2 separate regions of the Mus musculus genome follow, and region 1 is linked to region 2. A link is a contact called in public Hi-C data. All regions are on one chromosome and are shown on one strand. Each heading gives the region's core, a stretch centred on a gene start, on an enhancer-like site or on the middle of the called end of the contact. The rest is flanking DNA. Distances are from core to core; before and after follow the strand shown. Region 1 overlaps Lmf1 (lipase maturation factor 1). Region 2 has its middle 9.9 kb from the start of Gm33727.

Evidence for each region. Hi-C and Micro-C count contacts between places; a contact is called where the count stands out from the background.
Region 1: a Hi-C map of cortical neurons shows a contact between it and region 2, with 1.8 times the contacts expected there. The contact joins two enhancer-like sites. A contact is called at or near these places in 3 of 39 promoter capture datasets (the 3T3-L1 cell line, embryonic stem cells and maxillary cranial neural crest), 1 of 15 datasets of contacts at CTCF or cohesin (pro-B cells), 4 of 484 Hi-C or Micro-C datasets (the N1E-115 cell line, cortical neurons, nephron progenitors and 1 more), 1 of 115 datasets of contacts at active chromatin or transcription factors (embryonic stem cells) and 2 of 9 other capture datasets (adipose tissue and embryonic stem cells).

Annotation. Positions count from the first base shown.
Region 1 is chr17:25,623,104-25,626,387 of GRCm38.p6, forward strand. The region is part of intron 4 of Lmf1 (lipase maturation factor 1); the gene reads left to right. Among named protein-coding and RNA genes, the nearest start is that of Lmf1, 46 kb to the left of the region's middle. Within about 2 kb of position 1,573, at least 28 of the 459 cell types and tissues checked have an H3K27ac peak or open chromatin away from gene starts, as enhancers often do. A contact at or near this core is called in cortical neurons, where this site is marked.
Region 2 is chr17:25,506,909-25,510,462 of GRCm38.p6, forward strand. No RefSeq gene overlaps it. Among named protein-coding and RNA genes, the nearest start is that of Gm33727, 9.9 kb to the right of the region's middle. Within about 2 kb of position 2,138, at least 25 of the 459 cell types and tissues checked have an H3K27ac peak or open chromatin away from gene starts, as enhancers often do. A contact at or near this core is called in cortical neurons, where this site is marked.

The DNA of each region.
Region 1 (3,284 bases), core at 323-2,822, 120 kb after region 2:
CATCTGTTCCATGTAAAACCATAGTAAGCCTTCTGTCAGAGCAGGTAACAAGCCTGCTCGTTGTACACAGGATGCTTCAAGATGGGCCACAGCAACTACATGCCTTGCATGGTGAGTGAGTCTATAACCCTGTGTGTCCAGAGAGCAGGAAAAGGACTTGTGGTGGCCACTGGGGAGAGGACTTGGGCAGGACTCAAGATCAGCTGTGTCTGAATGAAGTAGCCAGGCAGGTGTTGCCTTGAGAGTTGTCATGGCTCTTGCCCTCTAGCAGCATCTAAAGAAGTCTCATGCCACTTAGGACTTGGGGCCATAGAGGACCTCTCAGAGCCAAGACAACTCAGCAAAGAGCAGAGGTGACCAGAGAAGACCTGCGCAGTGAGTGGGAGAGGAAGCAATCAAGTGACTCCGAGAACTGAGTGGGAGATACACTCTGGGAGGAAAGAGCCGGCTGATAAGTTTGGCCATAGAGCAGCTCCTGCTGGAGAAACAAGAGATGGCCCCAGGGCTGCCTGCAATGTGTCCAGAATGTTCTAAACCTCGCCCAGCCTGACTCAAGAGCTTACTCAGCAGCTGCCACAAAAAGCCAGCAGGTCCCAGGAGTGGACAGCAGTCATGGAGACACCCAAAAGCACCCAGTCAGCTCTGGGTGATGCCTGTCCCTTCCTAGACAGAGTATAGCCTGGGCTAAGTGGTATGCCTGCAGATGATGTTCATGGGCTGAGGTGAGGCCAGATGTGCAGCACACAGAGAACCCCTGAGATGTTTCCTCGTGGGACATTTTTCACGTGGAAGGAAATCTGTTTCTGCTCGTGCCCCATTCTGAGCAGGGCCACTCAGTCAGCCCGCAGCTCCAGGTTGTTAGGAGGTGGGGTCCCCAGGACAGCTGCAAAGCCAAGTCTCTGTTAGCTGGGAGGCTGGCTGTGCTTACGTCACAGCCCAGGGACTGTTCTGAACGGGATGAACCAGGATAATTTTAAAAGCAGTTTCCATGTTAGCATGCACCGCCCCCCAGGATGCTTCAGGAGATGATGCTCAGGCCACGGAAGTGTGGGCTCGTGGGCGGCTCTCAACAGTTAGCAAGCAGGGTGGAGACATTGGTAGCAGGGAAGGGCGGCTGCTGAGGAACCAAGACAAAAACAGGCTTTGAAGTTGCCGGACCCTTTTCTCGGAGTTGGAGTGCCACTGGTAAAATCGTATTAAATATAATGAAATAAATGCTGGAATGCAGAGTGCCTGTGAAGACAGAACGGAACGGATGTCCCTACCATTTCCCTCGTCCTGGGCATCCTAACTCAGAAATGAGAGCAATCATTCTAATTGGCTTTATTGCATTAGCGTGGGCAGAGCTAGAGAAAGGGGGCTTTCTTCCTGCCTGCCCATCAGCCCCCAGGACACTCAGAAGGGCTGACCTCTGACTCTGCTCAGAGACATCACGGGAATCTTTGGACCTCATGCCTGCTGTGTCATGACCTTTGATCCCCAATTGCAGACCTCTCGTATAGCTGTCCCAGACTGGGCCCTGGCAGCCTCTTTGGATCCCCATTCAACAGCTGTTTGTCTCACACAGCCCATGACCCTCAGAGGCTTAAAGAAAGCATCACAGCCCAGCACAGCTGAGGGCTTTTCAGAACCCTCTCATCCGTTCTTGGTAGCCCATCAAAAGTTATTATGCATAGGTGCTGAGGTCCTTTTCAAGGGACGTAGCGCAAAAGCCTTACAGCTCTGCTTATCTCTCTTCTCAAGTGCCTTTGTTGCATCCGGCTGTGTCCTCCATGTGCACGTGTACAGACTGTGTGGATGCAGGCAGCAGGACACCACCGCATCACGTTGCTTGACAACAAGGAGACAGTGCATCAGACCTGTCCAGAGCCATCGGGAAGACTAGTGAATCTGCAGGGATTAGCAGCTAAAAGAGGCCCGGAGCTTCTAGAAGGAAAACCGATGCTTTTACAAAGAGGCAGATTGTTCTAAGTATTTATGCAGCATACGCTGTAGTAGAAATTGCTGCTGCTTTCACACACATCTCCCAGTTAACCTCTTAGACCAGGAGTCAGTTTGAGGCATGTAGTGGTGGTGTTTTGGTGAAACCATACTGTAAGACCTTGGGTGTCCAGGGCTCGGTGGACTCTGGCTCCAGCCTGAGCTAGCCATGTCAGGGTAGCTCTAGTCCTGTGGACAGGAGGTGCTTCTGTCGTTTTGAACCAGATCTTAGCTGAAGGTTCTCAAAATGTAAAACCCCAGATTCTGCCTAGCTCTGTGCTACCCTGAGCTTTGCTAAACCAAGGCTTTTTAACACACCTGTCTCCACCATCTAGGGACTATGCTGGGCCCATCTGCCATACCCATTCCCACACACATATGCACGAGCAACCTGTTAGCACGTGGCTGTTTGCTTGGAGGCTGCATTTTCTCGGTTCTTGGGCGAACAGATGGACCTTCCCTAACGCTTGTGGGAGTTCCTTTCCAGCCTGGAAGTGCTGGGTGGTCATCATGCCCCAGGTCCCGCTGACTCCAGATCATCTCAGGGCACACTGAGCAGTGCTTGCAAGTGAAAAGCTCTGTCCTGGAAGTGCAGAGCCAGGGCATCTTCATTAGAGGTCCCCACACCATCCGCACTCTCAGTGTCACAGAGGGCTTCCCACAACTGAGCCGGTCTTTCAGAGCAGTGCCATCTCTTCGTAGCAGCATTTCATGTGTTGGTAGAGCTGAGCCAGGAGAGGGCTGTAGCCTGGAGTTCAGTCAATAACACGCTGTGTTCGCGAGTGCCACTGGTCCACTCCACAAGGATGGGGGACCATGGGCTGTGCCCTCTGCTTGGAAACAAGTGGGCCTTAGGAAGCTGTAGAGCCTTACTTACATCACATAAGACAGGGGTTACAATTGGATAGGCAGCAGTCGCTCCAACACTAACGTGTGCCGTGTACCCCCGACAGCTTGCAGAGCTCTTGGGCATTCCCATCAGGAATTCAGCTCTGGCAAGAGAGGAGCAGCCCCACCTTATACCATTCCTGCAAATGCCAACATAGCTTTAGACCCCATCAAGCCTTGAGGGGGGGTACAAAGGGACCTCAGCCCCTTTCAGGCCACAGGCGTGCTATGCCAAGCCAGAGGGTAGGCATCCAAAGCAGACTCGTGGCATGGCTTTTCCTGTATGTGGTTTCCTTTGCCCGTCGGGAGTTTTTTAAGAAGCAGAAATTGCAGTCGGGAGCTGCTGGACAGGAACATTCATCCCCACTCATTGTGAGCCCAAGGTATCAGCCTGGAACATTCCAGCATCATGACGT
Region 2 (3,554 bases), core at 888-3,387:
TGAAGCCCTGTGAGCTCGGAGGCCTCTGCATGCATTCTCACTGCGACCCATGTCAGGTTGACATTGCGATAATCATCTGGAGAGACAAATTACAACATCAGGCAAGAACACATTTCAGGCTCTACCTGCTTGGGAGAGGGAGAATATGGGCTCTTCATCAGTCCTGCCTCCAGAGACTCTGCTTACCCTTCCCTGATTCTCCTCTCCTCCCCTCCCCTCCCCTCTCCTCTTCTCTCCTCTCCTCTCCCCTCCCCTCCCCTCCCCCCTCCTCTCCTCTCCTCTCCCCTCCCTTCCCTTCCCTTTGCCTCTCCTCACCTCACCTCCCCTCCCCTTTCCTCCTCTCCTCCCCTCCCCTCTTCTCTCCTCTCCTCCCTTCCCCCTCTTCTCTCCTCTCCCCTCCCCTCCCCTCCTCTCCTCTCCCCTCCCCTCCCCTCTCCTCCCCTCCCCTCCCCTCCCCTCTCCTCTCCTCTCCTCTCCCCTTCCCTTTGCCTCTCCTTCCCTTTGCCTCTCCTCCCCTCCCCTCCCCTCTCCTCTCCTCTCTCTCTTCTATTTTTGAGAATAGTCTCATGTGTTTCAGGCTGGTCTGTAACTCACGATGCAGCTAAAGATGGCCTTGACTTTGGATCCTTCCACTTCCACCTTCTGAGTACTGAGGTTACAGGTGTGTACCAGTATACCCAGTTCATTTAAGCCCTCCCTTCAGGTCCGTTTGCTGGGACTCCCATCTGCCTTAGATCCCAGACTGGGTAATACCTGAGTTCCTGTGCTCCCAGCCCTGAGCTCTTTTTAGACCCTAACTGGGCAGCAAAGCCAGTGATCTTGGAGGAAAGTAGGTAGAAGAGAGGGCCTCAGAAAAAAGTGCAGAACTTACTGCAGCAAGTAAGTTCTCCGCCTTCATTTAGAGAAATGAGCTCACAGTGGATGCTGCATCCTGACTCTCATAGCTTTCCACTGGCTCCCTCAGCAGCATCTGTCCTCTGTAGGTCAAGAGGGAGGATCAAGGTCTAGACCCCAACCTGGCCCACAGGTTCTACTGCAGAAGCCCCCACCAGCTGGCCTTTGGTGCCATCTTGTGGTCCTAGTGGTCAATGCATGCAGCTGTATTCAGGACAGTTCAGGGCCAGTCTGGTAAAAGACTCAGTCTGCACGGGTGAGCCAGATCACTTCCCTTCCGGGTCCTTCCTGAACCAGTTGAAGGGCACCAGCTTCCAGGCCGTAGGCTGGGGAGTGGTTTCTGGTCACTCAGCACCCCCACAACCCTCTCATGTGCCCTGAGCCTTGATGCCCTCAATAACATGTAACTCTTTCAGAAGGTCCCCGGGGCAATTGCCACAGGGCCGCATAAGACCTCCTCAGTCCTTTGGTGTGCCTTGAGAAGCCCCGTGGCTCTCCCAGGCAGGCCTGCACCTGAGATTCAGCCTTGGTTTCTCTGTGCTCATGGCAGGAGGGATAAGGGCTCCTCTGCACTCTCCTTGAGAATCCACCCCAGAGGTACTTCCTCGGGTTGGCTTTGGGGAAAGGCTAGCCTTGTACCTGTCTGAGCTTAGCTTCAAGGGCAGCCTGGTTCCTGAGCTGCCTGCCTGAGGGGTTACTAATACTTCTTTACTATTAGCCTCTCCCAGCAGCCTCCTTCCTCGATTTCCCTTTACTCTGCCATCACCTTGCAAGACCATGGCCCCACCTCAGGCCTTGATCTCATTGCCTTTGCTGTTTCTACCATGGTAGGGCAAACTGGAGCCATGAGAGGGGCCTGTCTGACTCAGGGTGTATTGGTCAGCCCCCAGGGCAAAGCCTGTCCTAAGCCCAGAAGTGTGACGCCACACACTTTGTCCCTGTGAGGACATTCTTGGGATGCTCTGCTTGCTCTCTAGAGTTGAGCATGGTGTTCCAGACCTTCTTAGCATGTATGCCTGTCTAGGTTCCCTCAGTGGGCTTTACAGACTTCTCAGACCTACTTCTGGGGACCCTACTCCAACCAGCCTTTTCTCTGCCCCTGTACCACCTAAGCACCCCTAAGCCTCCTCCCCAGTGAAGGCATGTTCAGAGTTACCTCTAACACTCCTGTGTGCTGTCTCCCCCAGGCTGACATCTAGGGTTCATTTGCTCATTGAGAACAGACCAACATTGGCCAGTGGGGGGCGCTCACACAGTTCATAAAAGCACATTGTACAGCAGCATGCAATGATCTTATCAGTCCCCAAGATGAGGGGTGGGATCCTCAACATGACGCCTACTGCCTTATAGGTAGGGTTTCCCATGTTGTGCATGAAATCCCCACCTCAGGCCTAGTCCCAGATCCTTAAGGAGACCTTGGCCTTGTTGACAAGCTGCCCACGGTGCCCGTTTGGGAATCTGAACCATGCCAGGCAGGGGACAGAGATCTTCTGCCTCTCTGTGTTCCATCCCTCTCTCTCCTGGCTCTGCTGCCCAAGGCAAGTAGCCAGACCAGCAAACCCAGCCCCCCAGCAGCTGGCTGGCCACCCTCCAGGCAGCCCATGGACTCTGCTAGTCAGACTGACCACACCTGCCACAGCAGATGGCTCAAAATCCCCAAATCCCGGCAAACTAGCACTTGGTCCTTCAGTAGCCAGGGCAATATGTCCTTGGCTCAAGAGTTGGGCCTGTCCCTCGATGAAACGGCTGTCAGGGACAATGGCCAGGTGGGCAAGCAGATAGCATCCAGGATCCTGGGATGCTAGGGATGCCTGCTCCAGCCCCTTGTGGGGCTTTAGACAGGGTCTGTTGAGAGGGAGGAGACTTTGCAATATCAAGTAACATCTGGAAAGACCTGGGTCATCTCCTCTTAGCTTGTCCATTCCAGGACCTTGGGGCCCTATGTGACATGTGACTTGGGGCATGCTTTCAGTGGCCGGAAAGGTGAGGCTATATTTTAGTGGGAGCCACTTGACCAGATCCCAGCACCTGAACTACTGAATTTGCTATTTTATGTCTCTGCTGCTGCTGGCCTGGGTCTGGCCCTGCTTCTTGCTTTGCTAGATGCCAGGTAGTCAGAGCCAGAGAGGACAAGGAGGTGATGCCCACTACTATCCTCCCAGCACCCAGTGATACCCACTACCCTTCCAGGGCCCCAGCAGAGTGAGACTCCAGCTTCTTTCCATGCCTCACAGTGCAGAAGATAATACTGCATGGTGATCCATTACCAGGTTGGTATTCCTTCATTCCGAAAGCGTTTCCTGGGTGCCTACCGTGTGCTAGTGTATCTTTGTCTCTGGGGTGAACCCACCAAGGGGGGTCCACAAATAACAGCATGGTGCACACTAAGATATCCCTGAATGTTCACCCACCATGAAGTCTCTTCCAGCTCAGTCCTGCACACACCTGCTGGGCAATAGGCATCGCTCAATTGGGAAAACAGCAGCTGCCGTTGCCCATTGCCCAGAGGCTAGAGGAGGGATTTCCTAAGCAGACCAGCATGCCATGGCTTTGGTGTTGTCTTATAGAAGGCAGCCCCAAATGGGCTATGACTGGGGTCCCTGGGCCACATAGAGTGTAGGAGGTAGGTGTGAAGAGGGTAGTCTGGGGGGAGCCTGCAG